4 separate regions of the Sus scrofa genome follow, and all the other regions are linked to region 3. The links are chromatin contacts, called in public Hi-C and HiChIP or PLAC-seq maps. All regions are on one chromosome and are shown on one strand. The core of a region is the stretch at or near the end of the contact, and the rest is flanking DNA. Distances in the headings are between cores, read along the strand shown.

Region 1 (2,700 bases), core at 189-2,688, 160 kb after region 3:
CTGGGTTGGATTCTAGGGCTCTGCCCTCCAGGCCCTCAGGGAGAGCCCTAGCACTGCTCCCATGGAAAGGGCTGGGCTCCTGTCACCTCTGGGGCCTTCTCCCTTACTCCCCTTGCTCCAGGCTGGCTACACCTGTTGGGTGCAGCCTATTGCTGTGTGTGGCAGAGGTTGCCTTTATCTTTACCTAGAGGCAGTATGGTGCGGTGGGGAAAATTCCGGACTTGGGATCAAACACATCTGAATTCAAACCCTTGCTTCTGCCCTTATCATCTGGGGAGCTTTGAGTAGGCCACTTAATCCTCCCTGAGCCTCAGTTTTTCATTTAAAAATAGCACTGATACCTCCCTTACAAGGTGGTTGTGAGTATTAAATGGATGAGCATGTGAAAGTGTCTGGCATATTCTAGGCTCTCAATAAACGTTGGTTGAATGTGAATTGGAATTATATGAAGTATGAGTGTAACTTTCATTCATTTGTGTTTTAAGTAATGATTTCCTGATGCCTGTCCTCCTGGGCTCACTGGTCCACTTTGCTTCTACTGGCTATGTGCCCTTCCTGCCTCCCTATCTTGGAGGGCCCTGTGGTGGCTAGAATCTTGTAGGCTATTGTCCCTCAGTGTGTCCTGGCTTGTCTAGCAGGGGGTTTGGGAGAGAATAGCTTTTACTGGTGTAAGCCCTCAGATACTAACTAATTCATAAATTCAAAAATAAAATAAAATTGACCCTTTAAGAATGCAGGGGTTGGGACACCCACCTTCCGGTGCATTCAGAATCAGAGTATAATTTATCATTGGCCCTGGGTATTAGCAGTTTCGCATCTGCAGTTTCACCCAACCTTCCATTGTGTAGTATTTTTTATTGGAAAAAAGTGCACATATAAGTGGCCCTACACACTTCAAACTCATGTCGTTCAAGGGCCAGCTGTATTGAGCACAGGCTGCAGTGGGCATTATGCAAGGTGCTGAGTGGTATTTTAGAGAACGGATAGGACCTCTGCTTTTAAGTAATTGGTCTTTAAGGGGGAAAGAGTGAACAAACGAAACTAATTTCAGATAATGCTTTAGAAAGAAAAAATAGGCTGATCAGATAGTGACTGGGGGTTGGTATTGGTACTTGAGATTGTGAGTCTGAGAGGGCCTCTGAGCAGAGGTATTTGAGCTGAGACTAGAAGGACAAGAGGAGGCCTTCTGGGGGAAGAGCATCCCAGGCAAAGACCCTGAGGCGGGAACTCTTTTGAGGGGCGGAGAGAAGGGCGGAGCGGCTGGAGTACAGCGAGTAAGGAGAAGGTAGCCTTAAAATTCCTACAGATAAAAGTGGGAACAAAAATGAGAGAACCTGGGAGCGAGCCTCAACCCTGCCCGCGTGAGTAGCTCAGGTGGGCGGGCGGTGGGCGGGGCCAGTTCTGGGCCCACCCCGGGGGCGGGGCGGTACCTGGGGCCCCGGCGGGGGCGGGGCTGCGGACGCTCCCCCTTTGCTCCAGCCGGCGCAGGCAGCCGCGGCGGCAGCAGGCGAGCCGCGGCCCCGCGAGGCCATGAAGGTGAAGAAGGGCGGCGGCGGGGCCGGGACGGCGGCGGAGCCCGCTTCAGGGGCCTCGGGCCCAAGCGTGGAGCCCAAGCTGGAGCCGCAGGCGGAATCCGGGTCCGGGTCCGAGTCGGAGCCGGAGGCAGGCTCGGGGCCCAGGCCGGGGCCGCTGCAGAGGAAGCAGCCGATCGGGCCGGAGGACGTGCTGGGGCTGCAGCGGATCACGGGCGGTGAGCACCAAGCGAGGGAACGCCGCCGGCAGGCGGGAGCTAGAGAGGGCCCTCGAGGCGCGCGGAGCCCGGGCCCCCGCCCCCTTTCCCTCCCTCCCCTGCCTCCCCTCCCCCACCCGGGTCTCCCTGGCCGGTGTCCCCTATCCTTCTGCCTCTGGGCCTGAGATCTCCATGTACCTCCTTCCTTTGATATCTCTCTGTGCCCCCTTCTTTCTGTAGAGATTTCTTTCCACCCGACTCTTTCCTTTTTGAAGAGTCTATCCCCCTTTTCCAAGGGTGGAGGTGGGCAGCAGCTGCTACTGTGACCCCTTCCCCACAGTCCTCAGAACCCTGTGAAGATTTTCTCTGCAATAACGAGGAGGGGGGCTAAGGGCAGTCTGTCCTCAGTCTCCACCCTGGAGGCTTGGTGGAGGCAGAGTTACTTGGGTGGTATCAAAACCCTCCTGTCTCCCTGATCGTTAATGCCCTCACCCTGGACACCCCAGGAAGTCTGAAGCCATCCTCCTACCCCGGAAAGAACCTGAAGAGGAAACTTCAGTGGGTTGGCTCTGGGCTCTCTCAAGGGAGTGGGTTAATGAATGCCCCCCCCCCCCCCCGCGCCACCCCACGCAGCCTGGACTAGGGCCTGACCTCTTCTGGGAGGCCAAGTCTCCACTGTGGCTGAGTTTCTGAGCTCGACCTGCCTAAGCTGAACTTCCAGCTTTGTCGTGTAATTGGCTGTATGATCTTGGGCTCATAACTTCACCTCTCTGCACATATTCACCTGTAAAATGGGGATAATAACTCCTACCTTACAGAGCTATTGTGAAAATAAATCCTCTGATTTTGCACCGTGCCTGGCGTTGTGCATGCCCTGTAAATAGGGCTCTTTTATCAATAGTACTGAGGGCCCCACAGGACTGCTCATAGCTGCTGCTGAGAGGCAGACAACTGGGCATTCAGGGCAGGGG
Region 2 (2,806 bases), core at 146-2,645, 130 kb before region 3:
AGCCCTCAAAAGGCAAAAGACAAAATAACTAACTAAATAAATAAATTGTCTCAATGGTTGTATACATATGTCCAAACTTGCCAAATTTTATATATATTTTTCAATACTTACATTTTATGGTCAATTACACCTCAATAAAATGTTTTTAAAAGTTGAAAAATAGGAGTTCCCGCTGTGGTGCAATGGGATTGGTGATGTCTGGGGGGAGCACTGGGGTGCAGGTTTGATCCCCAGGCTGGTGCAGTGGGTTAAGAATCCATCGTTGCCACAGCTGTGGCTTACTTAGGTGGCCACTATGTCTCAGATCTGATCCCAGGCTATGGAACTCCATTTGCCACCAGGTGGTCAAAAGAAAAAAATAAAGGAATAAACTGCCACCAAGTCTTTTTGGTTGGTCTGGACAAATGAAGCTGCCATTTACTGAAATGGGAAAAATAGTTGGAGAAGCCGATTGGAGGTGGGATCAGGACCTCGGTTATGGATGTTAGGTTTAAGTTGCCTGTTAGAGAAATTCGCAAGTGGGAGATTTCCCAGTTAGTTTAGGGGAGAGGCTTGGCCTGGGCGCAGGGATTCGTGTGTCATCACTGTGTAGAAGTATTTAAAGTCATGCAACACAGTGAGGTCAAAGAAGGAACGAGTGTGAGCGTAAAGAAGCTCAAGGATGGAGTCTCGGGCTGTCTGGGGCCGTCTACAATGAGAGTCGTTACAAGGACCAGATGGCACAGCTCACGTTAGCATCGAGCATGGCGCTCTGTGAGCACTTAGCCTGTGGGAGGAGCTGGTGTTATTTGCTTGGTAGCTGGCTTTATAAAGCCCTCGTGCAGGCTTTCCTTTTTTTCAGATTTTAATTTTATTTGCCGACGGATCACTAAAGTGATATATATGTGGTACTTCTTGAATCCCTGAGCCAACCCTGTGAAAAGAGCTACTGCCCTCTCTCTCTCATGAAATAAGTGAGGAGCACGGAGGTGGAGAAACTTGCCCAAGGTCACACAGTGTCTGAGCCAGAACCAGGACTGGCGGCCAGACTTCCAGACTCTGAGGCTCCTGCTCTTGTCACTGCTTCCTGTTGACTTTCAGAAAAGGGAGGCCCTGGTGGCCGCACTGGGACCAAACTCTGAGATGGCCCTGGTTAACCTTAGTGGCAGGGGCAGCGGACTGGCCAGAGGAGAGGACCAGAGGGGCCTTAGGCAGCGGGCTTACTGAAAGCGGCGTGAAGGATGCCGAAGCAAGCAAGGAAAGGGGCGATGATTGGGGAGGGGGGCATCAGCCCTTATGCTAAAGCCCATGAACTTGGAGTGCGGGGAGCACCTGACCTCTTCCGCAGAGCCTGGAACCAGGCTCAGGAAGGGGAGTGGAGAGGACAGGGCCTTTGTCCATGCCTGTAAAGGCCTGCCCAGGCTGTCCCTCCTCACCTGGTCTGCCATGGATCCAGGATGTGGCAGCCGAGGGCCCAGGTGCAGACTGGGCTCCTTGTGCTTCTGACTCCAGTTTGGGAACTGGGTAGGGGGCCCAGGGCTTACTCCCATTCCCTGCTATGCCCAGTCCCTGGGCCTGAGGGCCCAGCACAGAGGGGGTTAAGAGCCTTGGGACCTTTGCCTGGGGCGGGGTGGGGGCAGGGAACTGTCACAGGAACCTTGTCTGGCCTGATAATCCCGGCTGCCTATCTCTTTCATAACAGCTGTGAAGCGCACAGGTGGTCCTGGCTGGGAGGGAGAGAAGTGAGGGCCTTGCTGATGGCGGGAAGGATTTGAGGAGGGAGGGACACCCAGGCTCCCTGGAGATCTTTTCCCACCTCACAGCTGCCTTCAGGACTGTGCCGGGAGGCTGGGGCGGGCATGGCCTGAGTCTGGACATGGGGGCTGCCGCTGACGGAGAGAGCAGGGACTAGGAGCTGATGAACAGGCTTAGGGAGGTGTGGTTTGCCACGTTTCTAGTTCTGCCTCACTATGAGCCTAGGCAGTGTGCAGCAGGTAGGTGAGTGAGCACACCTGCCCCACACACACACTGCCGTTCCCCCAGGGAGGATGAGCAGCAAAGCCCGATGCAAAGCCATTTCCTGACCTCCTGTTATATATGAGCCAGGCTCCAGGTTAGAAATTTTCACCTCCTCCATCTCACTTCATCTGTTCAACAATCATGAAATAGAGGAGTTCCCATCGTGGCTCAGCAGGTTAAGAACCTGACTAGTATCCATGAGGTTGCAGGTTCAATCCATGGCTCGGATCCCGTGTTGCTGTGGCTGTGGTGTAGGCTGGCAGCTGCAGCTGTGATTCGACCCCCTAGCCTGAGAACTTCCATATGCTGCAGGTGCAGCCCTCAAACAAAAAAGATCATGAAATAGAAGGCATTTTAAGTCCATTTTATGAAAAGGAAGCCAAGGCTTTAAGAGCAGGGCAGGGCCCAGGCCCACTGGGCAGGTTGTGGTGGAGCCCAACCTCTGACAGATCCACAGCTGTGCTTTTTCCTTCCGGCTCTGAGTCAGGCCTGGGCTGGAAGAAAAGCAAGAACTCTAAGGTATGACTCCCGAACCGAGCAGGCTGAGGCTCTGGTTCAAGCCGCAGATGGCCTGTGATTCCAGGTCATGTGAGCTCCGTGCAAGGAGGTCAAAGGAGGGAGAGAGGATTGCAGTCGGGTTGGGGTTGGCCCACAGCAGGTGTGGAAGAGGCTTAAAAAGGGCTGGGACGGGTGGGAGGATCTGAGGAAGCGGAAGCCAAGAGGGAATCCTGCTCGCTCTGGCCAGGGGCTTCCCACACACTCTTTCACTGAGTCTTCCCAAAGTCAGCCCCATTTTAGAGACGAGGAG
Region 3 (2,837 bases), core at 229-2,728:
CAACTCCCCAACGCACACACACAGCGCTGCCGCTGCCGCAGGGAAATCTGCCTTCAATACTCAACTAGGGAGAACTTCCTTGGGGGAAAATGGGAGGGAACGGGACTACCACCTGAAGGCATCCAGGCGGGAGAGGAGGAAAGAATCATTCGCCTGATATGGGTTCAAATCTTCTGCCCAGAGGTGGGGGGCTGGTTAGTAGTACAATAGTCTAAGATCTTGGCCGGAAGTGAGTTTAATTCCAGGTGTCTACCCACCGCCTTCTGCCCTTCATGACCTCTATAAAATCTCAGTTAAGGTAGCAGGAAGGACGATGATTAGCTAAGGGATAGCGTCCCTATTTCTGAGTGGGTGAGGAACGTGAGGAAAGGGGTGTTTATCTTCTGTTCCCACCCTGGCCCTTGAAAGGGTACCCAAAACTACCCACGTGGAATGACCACTGGAAAGGCCCCATGAGGGCCTGTTGGTAGCTGGCTCAGGCCAGGGTGTCCGGCGGACAAAGCTGCCCTGTGAGCAGAGGAGGGCAAGGGGGAAAGCCACTCAGCTGGGACACTCCGTGTTCTCACCTAGAAACTGATCAGGCCTTGGTTGACCCGGAGCCCCAGAGAGGTTAATGTGTAACCTTGGAGCCATCAGGGGAGGCAGAGCAAACACCCAAACCTCTTGGCGCCTCAGGCTTCTGGTTTTCCCTCACTCTCAGAGCAGCCCCCCACCCCCGCTCCAACTACTCCCTTCTCTTTTACCTCCGCCCTTTCGTTCGCTGAGTCTGGTTAACTCTTGGGCAAAAACACCACCTCCTTCCTTGTACGCCGGGAGGGGATCCCACGCCGCGTGAGGACAGGCTGTCACCTAGCGGTCGTGAGTTGCAACTGCTCCAGGCCACTGGCCGGCAAAGTGAGGGTCACCCTGGTGGCCTGGGCACATCGGCCGTCTTCCCCGCTCCGGCCTCCAGGAAGCGGGGAGAAGAGAGCTGGGACTGTCTGAGGGAGGACTGTGACTGCCGCGCGGCCCCAGGAGCCCAAGAGCCGGCTGGGAGGAGGGGTGGTGATAGGTTAGTCGACAGATTCTAGGCAGTGACTTGGGCGGGATGAGGTAGAGGCAGGTAAACGTGTTCGACTCTGGCCTGAAGATGCTAGCGGAAAAATACGGTCTGAGAGATCATCGTCGGATACGGGGCACCGGCTGGTCCCCAGGTTTAGGGATTTAAAAGACGTGGGTGCGTGACGGGTCCCGCCCAGCTTTGCGGGTAAAGGAGGTAAGGGAGGAGAGAGTTCTCTCAGGGCCCGCCCAGGCAGGGGAGCTGGGACGCCAGGGGATTTGGGTTAACCAGGCCAGGCGAGCGAAGCGGGACTCCGTCGGCAGTCGGGAGGCGCCAGCGAGGGGTGGCTTGGCGGTGGCGGCCCCAGGACAGCCTCTTTTGCCCAAAGTCCGCGGGAGCCTGGCGGGGCCTGGGGGGCCTGAGGGGAAATGGGGCTCTCGCCCTCCGCGCTGCGGAGGCGCCGGAGGGGCGGGGACAGGAGGGCGGGGCGGGGCGGGGGCGCGGGTGGTTGGGGGCGGGGGCAGAGGCCGGACGGGAAGGGACGGGAGGAGCGAAGGGGGCCTACAGGGCTCCGCGGAGACAGTGTGTGTGAGGCTGGCGGCCGCCAGGAAAGGCGTCGGGGGTGGACCAGCCCAAAAGAAAGTCCCTTTCCCGAACTGCCGGAGGAGGCGGCCTAGAGGGCGAACAGACAGAAGGCAGGGAGGGTCAGCATGCCCCCAATGCTGCTCCCCGCCCTGCCGCTGCTCCTGGGCGCCACGCTGACCTTCCGGGCGCTCCGGCACGCGCTCTGTCGCCTGGCCCTACCGGCGCACGTGCGCGCCGACCCCCTGCGCACCTGGCGCTGGCACAACCTGCTCGTCTCCTTCGCCCATTCCATTGTGTCAGGGACCTGGGCGCTGCTGTGGTGAGTGAAGGACTGGGGGAGTGAAGGCGGCTAGGGGATCCCGCATTACTCTTCCCATCACTCATTGGCGGGCTGAGGCCCAGGCAGTCTCACCTGATTCCCGGTTTAGAATGCTGTCCAACCAGGAGCGGCTGCAGCCCCAGGGGAGGGGGGTTCTCACCTGGGAAACGGCGAACACCTGGGTTTCAGCCAAGCCCCTCCTCGCTCCCGGTCAGCCAATAGCACCAGCCCAGACTCCCCGGGCACTGGCATGGTTGTGGGTCCTTGGGGATACCGAGTGAAGCGCCTGCCTTCTTCCCTCCCATCCAGTATATGGCAGACCCCGGAGATGCTGGTAGAGATTGAAACAGCATGGTCGCTTTCTGGCTATCTGCTCGTTTGTTTCTCTGCAGGTAGGTCTTGCTTCGTATTAAGTAGTTGGGAGGGACAGGAATGTTTCTTGCTCAGTCCCGTTTATGACCTCTTCCCCATCCCTCGGCTAGGGTATTTCATCCACGACACGGTGGATATCGTGGTTAGTCATCAATCACGGGCTTCTTGGGAATACCTTGTCCATCACGTCATGGTAAGTGAGCAGGGGATGTGGAATAGGCCTGGTGCTAGCAACCTAATCTAAGCCTTTTTGAATCTGGGAGATAACCCCACCCAGGGGCCTATGGTCTAATGCTAGAATGCTGAGGGTTGGTAGTCTCTGTACCCTTGCTTCACTACTTGAGGCCAGCAATCGTGGCCTCATTTTCTTTGCCTGAAAACTCCACCCATAGCAAGAACTTGTGGATAGGGTTCAAAATGTAATTGTATTGAATACACTGTGTTTCCAAAAGATGCAAACGGGAGGATTTCCTAGCCCCCAATCTTGTAGCCTTCATATTCCCACCAACTTCCAGAAAAGCT
Region 4 (2,700 bases), core at 96-2,595, 210 kb before region 3:
TGTCCTAACTTGGGAATCAAATCTTTTTCATTCCTAGGTCTGCCATAAATGCATTATGTGAAATATGCAAATCACTACTCTTCTCTGTGCCTCTGGAAATGAGGGGATTAATACAGATGCTCTTTAAACCCTTTCCAGTTTTAGGTTTCTGAGAATGCTAAGGATACCTTAACATCAAAAGTGAACCAGGCTACCTGCCCAGGATATCTGGTAAAAACGCCAACTAAATGCCTAGTGTCAGGCACAATGATGCCACTCCCTTCTCCTTCGCTCCATCAACAGTCAGGCAGAGACAACAGGCCATCTCCGAAGATGAGACCAAGGGGAGGGCGATCACAGAGGAGGGAGCTGAAGTCCTGCCCAGAATTTCAGTGAGGCCTTCAGACTACAAATCCCAGCATACCACACTGAAGCTATAAAAAGTATCTCTTCCGGGCAGGCAAATCACTCTTCCCCCAGTTCATCCTACTGCACACTGCATCGCACGCACATGGAACTACGGCTCCCACAATCCACCAGACCCATCGCGATTCTTGCTTCCAGGGTGCAATGCGCTCCCGTTCGCCCTTTGGCCCCTTTGCGCGTTGCAAACTGGGAATTGAAGTCCACAGTAGGCAGGTAGCTGGGCGTTGTCAGCATTACAAACTTCGCTTTTGGCTTCCTTTCGGAGAGTGGTTCTCAGAGATAGTGGTCAAGTCGTAACGGAGAGCTCTCCATGGTGCCATCACTAGCAAAGGCAAGCATGCTCAAGCTAAAATTTACTGTCGGGATCGGGAGGGAATTGGGAACAGTAGCCATCCAACCCGACACCGAAAACATCGTTTTCCGTTGCAATGGCTTTTCTTTTATCTTTACCAATATGGCGCCTGGTCCAGCCACACCTGACGCTGGAACCTGACAGTCCAGTACGACATCCTTAGGAGTACGGCCTATCAGTCCAGCCAGCACTACACTTTGCTCCTTTCTGTTCATGCCTAAGGACTCCAAGGACACGATAGCCTATATATCATTACCAAAATGGCGAAAGTATAAGCACTCTTGTGAGGGCCTACAGGTAACAACACGCCTGCGCGGGAGCCGGCTGCGTTGTTGTGGGGCGAGAGGGGAGCATCCTTAACACGCCTGCGCGGGAACCGGGTGCTCTTGGGCTATTCACAAACTCCAATGGATGAAGGGTCCTCCTGTTCCTGCGGCTGCGCTATGACCCTTACCAGCTCGCCCAGGCGCCTGCGCGAGACCTCAGGTCCCGCCCTTTTACCTCAGTACGCTGGCGCAGGGCAGAAAGGCGGGGCTTCGGTGCTCCAGACGAATGCCAGCGCGGCTGCGCGCTGGGGGGTACCCCCTCACTGCGGCTGCGCGGGAGCCCGGCCGCCGGCTGTCACTGCGGTTGCGCGCGGCGAGCGGCGATCCCGGGGCGCCTGCGCGGGTGGCTTTGCGGGCGCTCGCGGTAAGTTTGCGCCAAGTGCGCGGCAGCCGGGACGCAGACGGCGGCAGCGGCGAGAGGCGGAGCCCGGGGACCACCCCCCATCACCCTCCCCGCAGTCACCTCACGTACCACAACCTCACCTAACCTCTCACCCCCCCTCCGATCCCCCCAGCCCCGGGATGGCAGCGCCCGCCAGCCTTCCCGGCCGGACCAGCGGTCGCCAGCGCCGGCTTTAGCCTGTGGGACTAGGCCCCGCCGAGGCCTGACCCCCGGAGCCGGGACCCACCGTGCAGCCAGCCGCCGGGCCGGGGCTGAGGGGCCGCTCCCCCTCACGGCCCGTGGGAGGACGCTGTCGTCCCGGGGACTGGGGGCCGGGGGGTGGGGGGAGCCAGGGCGAAGAAGTCGGGACCCGTGTTGGTAAAAAAGAAGGGGGGCCGGGGTCAGGAGCGCCCCCTCCCCCCGCTACCCCCTCCCCCCGGGGTTGGGGGGGCCGGAGCAGAGAGCGCCCAGCCCGGGAGGTGGATGAATGTGGGAGAAAATGGAGACCAAGACGATCGTGTACGACTTGGACACGTCGGGGGGGCTGATGGAGGTAAGAGTGGCCCTCCTCATTTCTTTTCCCTAGCGCCAGTAGAGAACCTCCGCCCTCCGCCCCACAAAGCCGGTCCTGAGCTCGCAGCGCAAGAGGGCCGGGGAAGGGGGGGGGCTCTTCTCACCCAGACGCTCCCTCCCATCTTTGCAACTCGGGGGGCTGAGCTCAGCCGCCGAGGACGTTTGCAGCAGTTTCACCTACCCGCCGCCCTCGATTCGCTCTCCCGAAGCGCCAACCCACTCCATCGCGTTGCACCGGCGGGCCTCCCCACCCCCTTCTTGTCGGCCCCTTTGTGCTTCCCCCAGCACGTCCGGGTACCGAGCTTCAGGCCTCTCCCGAGCCTCGCTTTGGAGTCCCCCACTGTCCATACAAGGAAGTGGCGAGAAGGGAACCGCACACCCTCTCCCCATCCCCCCTACCCTGATCCTCCCCATTTGGAAGAAGCCGTTCTCGTTGTTGTGCTGCAGGAACGCGGTTAGGGTGGGCTCCCCTGTTCCGGGGGCTGAGAGGTTCTGGGAGCAGCCTGGATGGGAGGAAGAAGGACAAAAGGGGGGAGAAGGGTGGGTGACAGAGAAGCTGCGCCGGGGGGGCGACGGACCGCCCGGGAGCTCCGAGTGTGCACACACGCCATTTGTATGTGTGTGCAGCAAATCCAGGCTCTGCTGGCTCCCCCCAAGGCGGA

What was found. Hi-C and Micro-C count contacts between places; a contact is called where the count stands out from the background. HiChIP or PLAC-seq counts read pairs in DNA pulled down with a chosen protein or histone mark.
Region 1: a contact with region 3 is called in an H3K27ac HiChIP or PLAC-seq map of alveolar macrophages. The contact joins the promoter of UNC119 here to the promoter of NEK8 in region 3. A contact is called at or near these places in 1 of 47 Hi-C or Micro-C datasets (blood) and 1 of 2 datasets of contacts at active chromatin or transcription factors (alveolar macrophages).
Region 2: a contact with region 3 is called in a Hi-C map of fetal liver, with 1.7 times the contacts expected there. The contact joins the enhancer-like site here to the promoter of NEK8 in region 3. A contact is called at or near these places in 2 of 5 promoter capture datasets (fetal liver and liver), 3 of 47 Hi-C or Micro-C datasets (embryonic fibroblasts, fetal liver and liver) and 1 of 2 datasets of contacts at active chromatin or transcription factors (alveolar macrophages).
Region 4: a Hi-C map of liver shows a contact between it and region 3, with 2.8 times the contacts expected there. The contact joins the promoter of PHF12 here to the promoter of NEK8 in region 3. A contact is called at or near these places in 1 of 5 promoter capture datasets (liver), 4 of 47 Hi-C or Micro-C datasets (embryonic fibroblasts, liver and subcutaneous adipose tissue) and 1 of 2 datasets of contacts at active chromatin or transcription factors (alveolar macrophages).

Annotation. Positions count from the first base shown.
Region 1 is chr12:44,806,072-44,808,771 of Sscrofa11.1, reverse strand. UNC119 (protein unc-119 homolog A) reads left to right here and starts at 1,438. Exons shown (of 5, transcript XM_003131761.5): 1 at 1,438-1,750. The coding sequence starts at 1,531. It overlaps PIGS (phosphatidylinositol glycan anchor biosynthesis class S), which reads left to right. Exons shown (of 12, transcript NM_001244339.1): 12 at 1-441.
Region 2 is chr12:45,095,515-45,098,320 of Sscrofa11.1, reverse strand. No RefSeq gene overlaps it. Among named protein-coding and RNA genes, the nearest start is that of MIR144, 7.9 kb to the right of the region's middle. Within about 2 kb of position 1,395, at least 10 of the 83 cell types and tissues checked have an H3K27ac peak or open chromatin away from gene starts, as enhancers often do. A contact at or near this core is called in fetal liver and liver, where this site is marked.
Region 3 is chr12:44,961,736-44,964,572 of Sscrofa11.1, reverse strand. It overlaps NEK8 (serine/threonine-protein kinase Nek8), which reads right to left and starts at 1,478. Exons shown (of 16, transcript XM_021067481.1): 1 at 744-1,478. It overlaps TLCD1 (calfacilitin), which reads left to right and starts at 1,550. Exons shown (of 3, transcript XM_013989985.2): 1 at 1,550-1,943; 2 at 2,253-2,508. The coding sequence starts at 1,750.
Region 4 is chr12:45,173,400-45,176,099 of Sscrofa11.1, reverse strand. PHF12 (PHD finger protein 12) reads left to right here and starts at 1,345. Exons shown (of 16, transcript XM_005656997.3): 1 at 1,345-1,447; 2 at 1,599-2,018; 3 at 2,666-2,700. The coding sequence starts at 1,953.